Linked DNA regions of Mus musculus: region 1 is linked to region 2. A link is a contact called in public promoter capture Hi-C data. All regions are on one chromosome and are shown on one strand. The core of a region is the stretch at or near the end of the contact, and the rest is flanking DNA. Distances in the headings are between cores, read along the strand shown. Region 1 holds the start of Sdhaf3 (succinate dehydrogenase complex assembly factor 3). Region 2 holds the start of Casd1 (CAS1 domain containing 1).

The links. Capture Hi-C pulls out chosen DNA fragments and counts their contacts.
Region 1: a contact with region 2 is called in a promoter capture Hi-C map of adipose tissue, with 3 times the contacts expected there. The contact joins the promoter of Sdhaf3 here to the promoter of Casd1 in region 2. A contact is called at or near these places in 1 of 39 promoter capture datasets (liver) and 2 of 9 other capture datasets (adipose tissue and liver).

The regions. Positions count from the first base shown.
Region 1 is chr6:6,953,776-6,958,986 of GRCm38.p6, reverse strand. Sdhaf3 (succinate dehydrogenase complex assembly factor 3) reads right to left here and starts at 2,969. Exons shown (of 2, transcript NM_001077713.1): 1 at 2,787-2,969. The coding sequence starts at 2,960.
Region 2 is chr6:4,598,068-4,603,055 of GRCm38.p6, reverse strand. Casd1 (CAS1 domain containing 1) reads right to left here and starts at 2,145. Exons shown (of 18, transcript NM_145398.4): 1 at 1,755-2,145. The coding sequence starts at 1,887.

The DNA.
Region 1 (5,211 bases), core at 1,720-4,219, 2.4 Mb before region 2:
TACAAGACAAGTACTCCATCACTAAACTACCTATCCATTGCCCCACCCTCCTGTTTTATTTTGAGATGAAATCTTGATAAAGTGCATTGGCTACTCTTAAACTTTCGATCCCTGTTTTTGGCCTTCCGATACATAGGATTTCAAGCATGTGTCACTGCACTGAGCTCAGGCTATGGATTTTCTTTGTGTTTATTTTTATTACAACAACCAGCTCCAACAGGAATTTCCAGGATTCCTAAAATGACATCAATCTCCCCCCTCAGTGATGCTCTTAATGAGCTGATGGCCTTACACTGGGGCCCACCTCTTAAAAGTTTCTATTTGCTCTCTCAGCACACCACATTAGGGATCAAACCGTCAGCATATGAAGTGCAGAGAGATAACCTTTCCCTAAAACACAGCTTTGACTTAACACTAAAGACATCCAGCAGGTATCACCTTAACCAAATTATCATCACACTTATGACTTGATAATGTGTTGACAACACTTCACCTCATGAGATTCTTTCAAGAATGTAATCAATCCAATCATCAGTAAAGATCAAATAAACCCAAACCGATGCACTGTCCTAAGTGACAGAAGAGCACTTCTCAAAAAAGCGTCAAGGAAAGACTGAACAACTGTCACTGAGCTCCAGGACATCAAAGAGGGCAAAAAAGAATGATCCCAGCACTCGGGAAGCAGAGGCAGGCGGATTTCTGAGTTCGAGCCCAGTCTGGTCTATAAAGTGAGTTCCAGGACAGCCAGGGCTATACGGAGAAACCCTGTCTCGAAAAACAAACAAACAAATAAACAAAAAAAGCCAAGTGCAGAGTGGGATCCAGCTCTGATCCTGAAACCGAGACGGGATAGTCTTGAAAGCAGCAGCATGGTGTGAAGTAAGTCCTGTAATGAAAAGTTCCCGAGCAATGGTAACTTTCTACATTTTGATAAATGTTCTGGTTATATATTAACAAAGGGGGAAGCAGAGTATTGAATGTATGTGAACTCTAAATTGTCTTTGCAACTCTACTGTAAGTCTAAAGCTATTTTAAAATATTTTTTAAAAAAGTGATATTGCTGTCACTAAGCCTCCTGTGATCATCAACACATTTCCCAGTTTTCTCGTATCCTTTCCTTCAGCTTTTTATAAACTTATTCTAAGTTCTATCCTTTCCTACATTTTCCTTAAACTTTCTAGTCCTTAGACTTTAGGACTTTCAAACTAGAAGTCTTTCTTCTCAGCACAGATAAAGTCTTCCTGTCTGGCTTCAAACTTACTTAATAGACATGACTTTACAAACACTTATTATAGCTTTGATATGATTAACAATATAAATAGTACTTTTTAAATATACTAGCATTATCCATTGCAGATCTCTGAGTTGCAGGCCAGCCTGGTCCACAGATTGAGTTCCAGGACAGCCAAGAACACAGGAAAACACTGACTCAAACAAACTGAATAAAATAAAGTAATAAATACACTAACATTGAGATGCCTGTTGTAAATACCGTTATTTTACAGACCGAAAGACTAGAAAAATTAACTGATGTAATGTTTAGTAAATGCTGAGGTCTGAATTTAAATCTAGTTTTCTGATTTCAATACCAACTACATATTTAAAGAAAGTGTTTTGCATTTAAAAATATTAAACCTCCCCAGCTCCTGGCAACCAAATTATATCTAATAAACCAAGACTTTTAAGAAAGTTATACATTTCATTATTATAAAGTTCTCTCTTCAATAATTCTACAATCAAGAATTATAGAATTCAATGAAAATGCTTTTCCCTAGCCTAATCTTTATGTTGTTTTAAAGGTAAATATCACTTCAGCCACTATCAGCATGAAAAATCTTTTTTACTTTACCAGAGCAGTTTCTTTAAAATACCTAGATGCACTCTAGAAATGCCCAACTCCTTTCACCTCCTGATATTTTCAAGATGGGAGGAGATCCTGCAAGACTCTTCAGCATCATGCAATACTCTTTCTCCCCCTTCATTCTTAAGAGAAAAAAAAAAAAAAAAAAGGTATTAGGGTCGTGGAGATGGCTCACTGAGAAAGGTGTCTGCTGCCAAGCTGTGCAGCCCGCGGTTTGATCCCCAGGAGCCATGTGGTGGAAGGAGAGACCATTCCCTTGGGTTAGCCTCTGACCTCCAGCACACACACACACACACACACACACCCGTATACACACAAATAAATAAATATGTACCTAAAATAAATAATAAGAAAGAAAAGAGAAAAGTCAAACACTGAATCCAAACGCGTGCCCCCGCCAGCATTACCCCTTTAACAAATTGCAATCCTTAGGTCTTTTCTAGGTTATATAATTTATCTGTCAAGTGGAAAGCTTACTAAGGCCCTACAATTACAAATTAACAAATGATCGAAATGATCTAATTCTGGCAGCTAAGTAATGACATCATGTTAATTACACGGCTGTCACCTAAACAGCCTAAAGGCAACGCAAAGGACAAACGCCGACGAACTTTTGGAGCACTAAACAGTCAGGAGTGCAGTAACGTCTGAGACACGCCACCCTTCTCTCTCCAGCACCTGGCACCCTCAGCACTCTCAGAAAGTTCTTCTGAATGCGGGGGAAACTGCTCAAGCACAGAGCCTGTGCGGGAAGCTGGGGGATTCGCGACGGAGCTTGAAAGAAGTGCTGTTTGACCACTTTAGTCTGTCTATTCCAGACGCCCTGTTTGGCCGTGCACGGACCCTGGGAAGCAGCTAGGAAGGTGGGGTCTGAACTGAAAACCCAAGGTCCGGGACGAGGGGGCGGGGAGGGGGCGTCACTTGCCTCCCATTCCTTCAAGAATCGCTGGGCCTCGCCAGGACCAACAGTCTTATGTCTCCTAAATTCGTCCTTCACGTACTGGTCACCCAGGGCTTTGAGGTCCGGGGGCAGAGCCCGATGTAGCAGCAAGATTCGCCTATATAAAGCCCGGACTCTCGAGACATGCTTCCCCGGCATCGCGCCGCGCCTGCGCAGAAGGTGGGCGTAGCTCCGCCCCCGCTAGGAAGTCGCCTATGGGTGAACCCCAAAGCGGGCGGAAGAGAGCGCGCGACCTTCATCCGGTTTGGTCCGTCATAGAATCTTGTCCTTCCGGAAACCCGGATTTGGGGCGGGCGGACAGAAACGCTCTGCCAAAGGCGCGGCTGTTGAGGAGTAGTTGTAATTTCTTGAGTTTCCTAGAGAGGTGCTGCTGTGTAAGACAAAAAGTCTTGTGTGAGCGACTTGTTACCTTCAGAGTTAACTCATCTTCTCCATTTGCTAGTTTCTTCTTATTAAATATTTGAGAAAGACTTCATCGAACTGAAGTCTTCTCCAGAAAGCCTTGCGTGGTTAATCCAAAGTGTTATGGCTTCTGAAATAGTGTGGCATTCGCCGGTCCCTCGCAACAGCCCTCGTCCTTTGCAGTGCTGTACTTGGAGTTTATGCAGTAGGCATAGCTTCTTCCAGGTAGTTATCACAAGTGAGCCCTGAAGGGCAGACTTTGTTGGTCTAGGTCAAGTGCACTATGAAAGAATCTTGGGAGTTATTTTATGTGTATTTTTTTTCCAAGACCAAGATTCTGAGAATTTTTATTAAACAATGTGAGATGAAAATGTGAGACCCTGACTTAGAGCGTTTCTCCCTGGAAGATAAAGCCCCTGGATGTTTCCCAAGCTTGTTTTCCCTGATCTTTAAAAAATACAGCTAGAAAGAAGCTCTTTGTTCTCTATAGCCAGCAAAAAGCCTTTTTGTTTCTATACTGTACAACCAGAGATGCCTGCCTTCCTGTGCCAAGGACACAGAGATAAAAATTCAGAAAGAACTCACTCCCCACTCCTGCCTTGTAAATTTCACCAAGGACACCCGGAAGAGAAGAACTCTTCCCAAGTCCTCCCAACTCTCCTCCCAACTCCTCCCAAGTCTCCTCCCAACTCCTCCTAACTCCTCAGCTAGCTGTTAAAAGCTCCCTACTGTCACCGGGTCGAACTCCCCTGCCCTGCACCAGCAAAGGGACTTCATCCTCAGCTAGCTGATAATAAAACCTCTTGCAGTTTGCATCAGGTATGGTTTTCTCTCAGGACGTTGGGGTGTTGGCCAGCTCACCTGGGGACTTGCAGAGGCCCAGCATCGGGGGTCTTACAAAAACAAGAAATCTAGATGTTCACAAGTCCAAACTTGTGTAGAGGTGGGGAAAAAAAAAGTAACTATTTCAAAAGCTGATAGCTTCTTGTCCTTATTCTTTCGTTCCAATTAAATTTTAATCCTTCAGCAAATCCTAATAGCTCCACCACCAAAATCATGCAGGAATCAAACATTATTTCCATCACACCCTGTACCATAATTATCTCTTTCTACTGGATAGCTACCGTATCTGTGTTCTTGCCTCTGGCCATGTTGAACTTCAGTTATGATCTACCCAGGCTGTAATTAGATAACATCGTTCCTCTGCTTAACAAATCCTCAGTAGCACTCTGTTATTGAACAACTCAAAGTCTCTCTACCTCTAGAATTTAAATGTTCTATTTATTCACTCCCTAGTAAGTCAGTTCCACTCACACTGGCCTCCATCTTTGAACTCCTTCACTTCCAACCGGAAACCTTGTTTGGAGCACTTCCGGGGGCTGGTAGGAGGCATCACTTGCCAGAACCAGTGTGTCGGCTCACTGTCGTGTGACCTTTCCCAACAGCCTTGTTTGAAACTAACATAACCAAGCCAAACCTCCCATGGTGCTCCTGCTTTTGTTGTTTTTTCTTTTTTGTCTTCATAATACTCAGCAGGCCGTACTTTGCTTAGTTACTGATTCTAGCTTCTGACAAGAATACTTAGGGGAAGGCGTTTTTCAGGAGGAGGGAGTGTTTCCCACCGGTCTGGCTGTGCTCTAGACATGTAATAACCACATTACTGTTGCATTGGTGCAGAGCGTTTATTAGTGGTGTTGAGCACATCAGGATTTGCATGTTGGTAAAACACAAGAGGGCAAGAATGTGTGCAGTTGTCTCACAAACATAGGATTTCTGTCTGTGTAACAATTATGAAATCAAAAAAGACAATAGCCTACAATGTTTTTTGCTCATTTCGAGGTCTCACTACTGTACAGCACAAAATAAGAAGCACTCCAGTATTTATGCCCTTGAATAGAGTTTTTCCTTTAACTTTAAGGAAATTACTTGCCTAAAATACTATCTTAATAAATTTAATTTGGTATCATGACAAATCACATTAATGGCA
Region 2 (4,988 bases), core at 896-3,395:
GCCAGGGCAAAAATGTTCCTGGTAAGATGTTTAGTTTCTCCTGCACAGACTCTGGTTCAAGTTCCTGATATTCAATCTGGACAAGCACATATGACAGGTGTACTGCTTCACACTCAAGGCACTGAAGCACCTTTGGAAACTCACAAGTCCCTTCTGGAGGAGGCTTTACAACCTGACTCATAAGGCCCCATCTGACATTCTATTTTCCTCCCGATGATGACAGACCTTGGCAAGATGCAAAATATAACCTAAATTTAAAAATTAGTATTCCACAAGCTTAGCAAAAGACAAGAAGCACAATAAAAAGACAAGCAGGCAGGGCACAGTAGGTTTACATTTGGGACAACATTGTAGTCATAAACTTTAGCTCCATTGACATCACAAACACAAAGTTGAATTAGATGACAGTCATCTCATATCAAACTAGCATAAAAAGATTAATCACATTTAAAAGAAACATGTTCTCTGAGTTATCAACAGTTGGTTCATCAGTACTGCTAATTGTGTTGTATATATGAAAATGTAGGCTTTCTTGATGTCAGCAGTAAGAAGCCAAGGCTCTGATAGGTCATCTGCTATGAATCTGTAGAGGACTGGAGAATTAGCCATAAGGATCTTTTTTAATTCAATTAAGCTATTTGTAAGATAATATATTTAAAAGATACAGCTATGATACTAAAGTTTAAGATCTGGAAAACTCAAGAGTAGGTAGAAACAAACCATCAAGTTTGACCAAAATGGCCTCCACTTTGAGAGATCATGTGAAATGGGAATACAGCCGAGACTCTAGTACTCTCGTGACTGGGCTGTACAGTATAAATGGGCCCAGCGCTAATGTGCACGTGGCTGTCACATTTGTCTAATTATCTCACAGTCACCAAGAGCTGTCCATATAATGACTTTTAGGATACCAAAGGTCAAAACCAAAAGATCCTATCATTATAATTTCCCTCCTACTGTCAGTGACTGTCCTGGTGGCATTTATCGTAAGGAAAGGGGAAAAAAAATCAATCAAAAAAACAAGCAAATATCCCTTGACAACTGAAGGATAATTCCTTCTGAGAAGAGTTCATTGGTTCCTTTCCAGCTTTCCACCAGTATGTAAACCCATATTGAAGGCCAGCTTTCAAAAGGCTTAACTATTTGCTTCGCCCGCTCACGTCTAGTCCGGTCAACTCCTTAACTCCTTTAAGAAACAAACAAAAACCAAAATCCTGCCTCAGTGTCTTTATTTGTAAAAACAAAAACAAAAACTGTGCAACCCAAACTCTTGAAAAGTGTTTGAAAGGCTGGTGGCACCTCCTCCACGGGAGGGAGGTGGGCCATGGGCATCTTTAGCCACACTGGCCCTTTTGGCAAAAGTAAGCAGGGCGGCCCAAGCCGCTGTCCAACCGTTGGGCCCTGAAGTGGCAGGGCAGGAGGCAGACCCCACGGGCGCACCGTGTGCGACCCCAGCATCCGGGAGGCGGTGCCGCCAGGGCTGCCCCCGGGGGCCCCTGGTTCGACCTCCTGCACCGGGGCGCGGGGCCGGGCGCGCCTCCGGAGCCCCGCTCCAGCAGGAGGTGGCCCCGAGAGCGGGAGGCTGGGGGCAGGGGCCCGCAGGGGTCGGCCCGGGCACGTGGGGCGCCGCGGGGCCGCGGGAGGCCGCCGGCGCGTGGGCGTGCTGCGGCGGGGGGCGGCCTCCCGCGCTCGGGGCCGCGGCGCCGCCTCCCCCCGGGCCGAGCCGGCCCGGGCCGGGGGGAGGGCCGGCTCACCTCGGTAGCGGCGGGACGCGAGGTGGCACGCTGCGAGCAGCAGCACGGCCACCAGCGCCAGCACCTTGGCGCTCCTCACGCTGAAGTAGTGGTTGATCTCCCGCTTGCCCAGGTTGTAGGCCAGAGCCGCCATCTTGGTTCCTCCATGACAACAGTGCGCGGCGGAGCGGGGAAGGGGCGCCGCGCAGGGGCAGCACTGGGGCGGCGGGCGCCGTAGCCAGCCGAGAAGCGGCCGCCAGCTCCCTTGCCCGTCGCCCGAACCGCGGGCCGAGGGGTCCGAGCCTGCGGCCTCCGTGCCGCCGGCCTTCCCCGTGCCCTCGTCGGCCTCCCCCCAACCCCGCCGCCGTTGCTCAGCCGTGCCGGTGCCCCAGGCGCCCTGGCCGCCTGTCTCCTCCCCTTCCTCCTCCCTGGTAGCCTCCTGCCTTAATAGCGGCTGCGCCTGTGACGGGGGTCCGGATGCCCGGGGCTCCGGGGTCACCGGGCCCAGACGGGCCTCCGGGGTCACCGGGTCACTGGCGGCAGCGGGCGGCGACGGCTGCACAGGCATGGTGACTGTATGGGTGTTGGGGGGGCAGAGGGCCAGGGCCTGCAGCCCGGCCCAGATGTCAGCTCCGGGGCTATGCCCAAGTGGACTGGCAGCTACCTGAGCCCAGGTTAGGGCAATAGAACTACTGTTCCGGGAAAAAAAAGTACACTCCCTGCTTCCCCCATCACACCCTTTCTGGACTTTCTACTCTCTGCTCTCCCACGGTCGTGGGGCCTTAACGGCAGGCCACCCACGACCTGTCTGGCAAGTTCCTCTGCACCTAAGATGCTGGCCAGGTGTTGGGGTGGCTGTAAATCCGAACACCCAACTCAAGTGTAAGGCCCATGTTCACCGTTTAATACTCAACTGCCCAATGTGCTGTTTGTCCAGTTGCAGTGGGTGTAGATGCATCCTGTACAGTGTGTCTAAGTTGGTGTGGATGTCAGTATAAGAGCCCCTTTCTCCTTTATGTTTACACAATATCTTTGTTGACACTAAGGTTGGCCAGGGTAGCAGATTGGTTGCCTGTGGCAATCCTTAAACTTGGTTAATGTTTTGTGATTATCAATAGACCCAGCACTCTGTGTGTCCTTTGAAAAGCATTCTTATTCATACCCTTGGTCTTGAGTTGCCTTGTAGACAAGAATGGCTATTTGCATGTTGTGGTTAGAACAAGTAAGTCATTGTTGAGTTGGAGGTGTTGGCAAGTCTTCTTTACAACTTTTAGCCAACCCCAACCTTGTGCTTCCAGACCCTTCTCAACATTCTCGAATGTTAGAGAAAAGGGACTTAGAGATCCTGTCGAGTCACTCCCATCCTCTCCACTGAAGGATTTTTAAAATTATGTTTCCAGCCACAATCATCATATGATGATGAAAGATTCTTGTCGCTTAAATGAAATCACATACATCACTGTCATAGATATAATGCTAATAAGCAATAAAGTTAAATAAGTGTACAAACACTTAGGCACTGTTCCCTGCAAGTGGTCGCTTAATTTTGGCTCTTTCTTCTGATCTGAGGCTGATCACATGCTGGCAGAATTGAATCAGATACGACAACAACCAGATAACTGGGCTAACAATATGTGGCCTGCCAATCACATCCTAGACACATACTATGATGTCATCAACACCAAATTAGAATTTCTGATCCACCTTCAATAACCAGAGCTAACCCCCAGGGTTGGCCTAATGCTAGCCAAAAATAAAGAAACCTGACGTTGTACTTAGTTGTGCTTCCCAGAAGGCTTTCTGAGATACTGGGAAAATCTGGGAACCCCTTTGTCCTTTCCTCTGTGTTAAAGTTAACCCCTCTACCTATTTCTGCTTTTCCTGGTAGATATCTCCACATAAGATGGCCCTTTCCTGTGGCATCTATAAATGGTCCCTCTCTTAGCTGATGCCTTTCCACTGATAAATGTCCCTTTTTAATTAAAACCACCACTAGATTCTGTGTTCCAAGTTATTTGCTTCTTTGTTTCTTTTAGAAGGAGTAGCTACTTGAAATTTTCACTTGCTTGGTTCCCATTCTGTCCTGAAGAACTGAATGGTTCTTTGCTGGTGGTATGGGTATTTCTTGTTAAATCCAAAGGACTCTCCTCTTTCTCTCTCTCCCTCTCCGGCCCTCTTCCCCCCTCCCCCTCCCCTCCCCCTCCCTCTCTCCCTCTCTCCCTCTCTGCCTCTCTGCCTCTCTCCCTCTCTCCCTCTCTTCTCCCTCTCTCTCTCTCCCCCTCTTCTCCCTCTCCCTCTTCTCCCTCTCTGCCTCTCTCCCTCTCTCCCTCTCCTCTCCCTCTCTCCCCCTCTCTCTCCCTCTCTCTCCCTCTCCCTCTCTTTGTCCCTCTCTTTCTCTTTACCTTCTTTACTTTCTGATATTTTTTGTAGGTTCAAATGCTGTTGAATTTTCTGTTATTTGGTGTTTGTCTATCAAGTTTTTTTCCTTCTCTAGTCTTGTTTTTTGCCTCTTCTTCAGAGCACTAGCCAGGTGCCAGTTATCAGGCTGCTTCTAGTGGTTCCTGGCAGAGCCATCCTCACCATCAGATAGGTCCCCGTCCTCTTTAAGGGATCAGTTACCTTCTGTACACACACACACACACACACACACACACACACAACTGTGTCAGGCCATATTCATGTGTTTATACTGTACCTATAGAGCTACCCTCTGCTTCTCCCCAGTAGGACAGTTTTTGGTTAGCAATTGTTGGCATTTCAGATTTCAAATTATCTGTGGTCTTTTGCTATCTACGTCTAACCTACAAATCTCAACTTTATACATGATTATCCAAGCCAATGTTTACACTGTCTTCAGTCTCTTCTAAATAGTTCTCAAGTCTATTGCTCACCCCTCCCTCCATCTCCTAGAGTTTGCTTTAGTTAAATGTATCTTTTCTTGCTGAAAGCTAAAATCATGAAATTAATAGTCTCCTGCTTATTTGTCTAACCCTAAGGGATCTAGAATGTTTAATTCATAGCAAGTTACTGCTTTTCTAATAACATTAAGGAGGAGGGAGAAGAAGAGAGAATGTGTGTGATGTTTCAACTGTATATAACTTTAAACCAAATTACCAAAGCGTGCTCATGCTCTCTCTCTCTCTCTCCATTCCCTTTTCCCGAAGATGTCACTTGTGTCTGTGCCCATGTCCCTCGAACAATTTGCCAACTGCTTCCTGTCTTCAGACACTCCTTACTACATCACACACCCTTTTC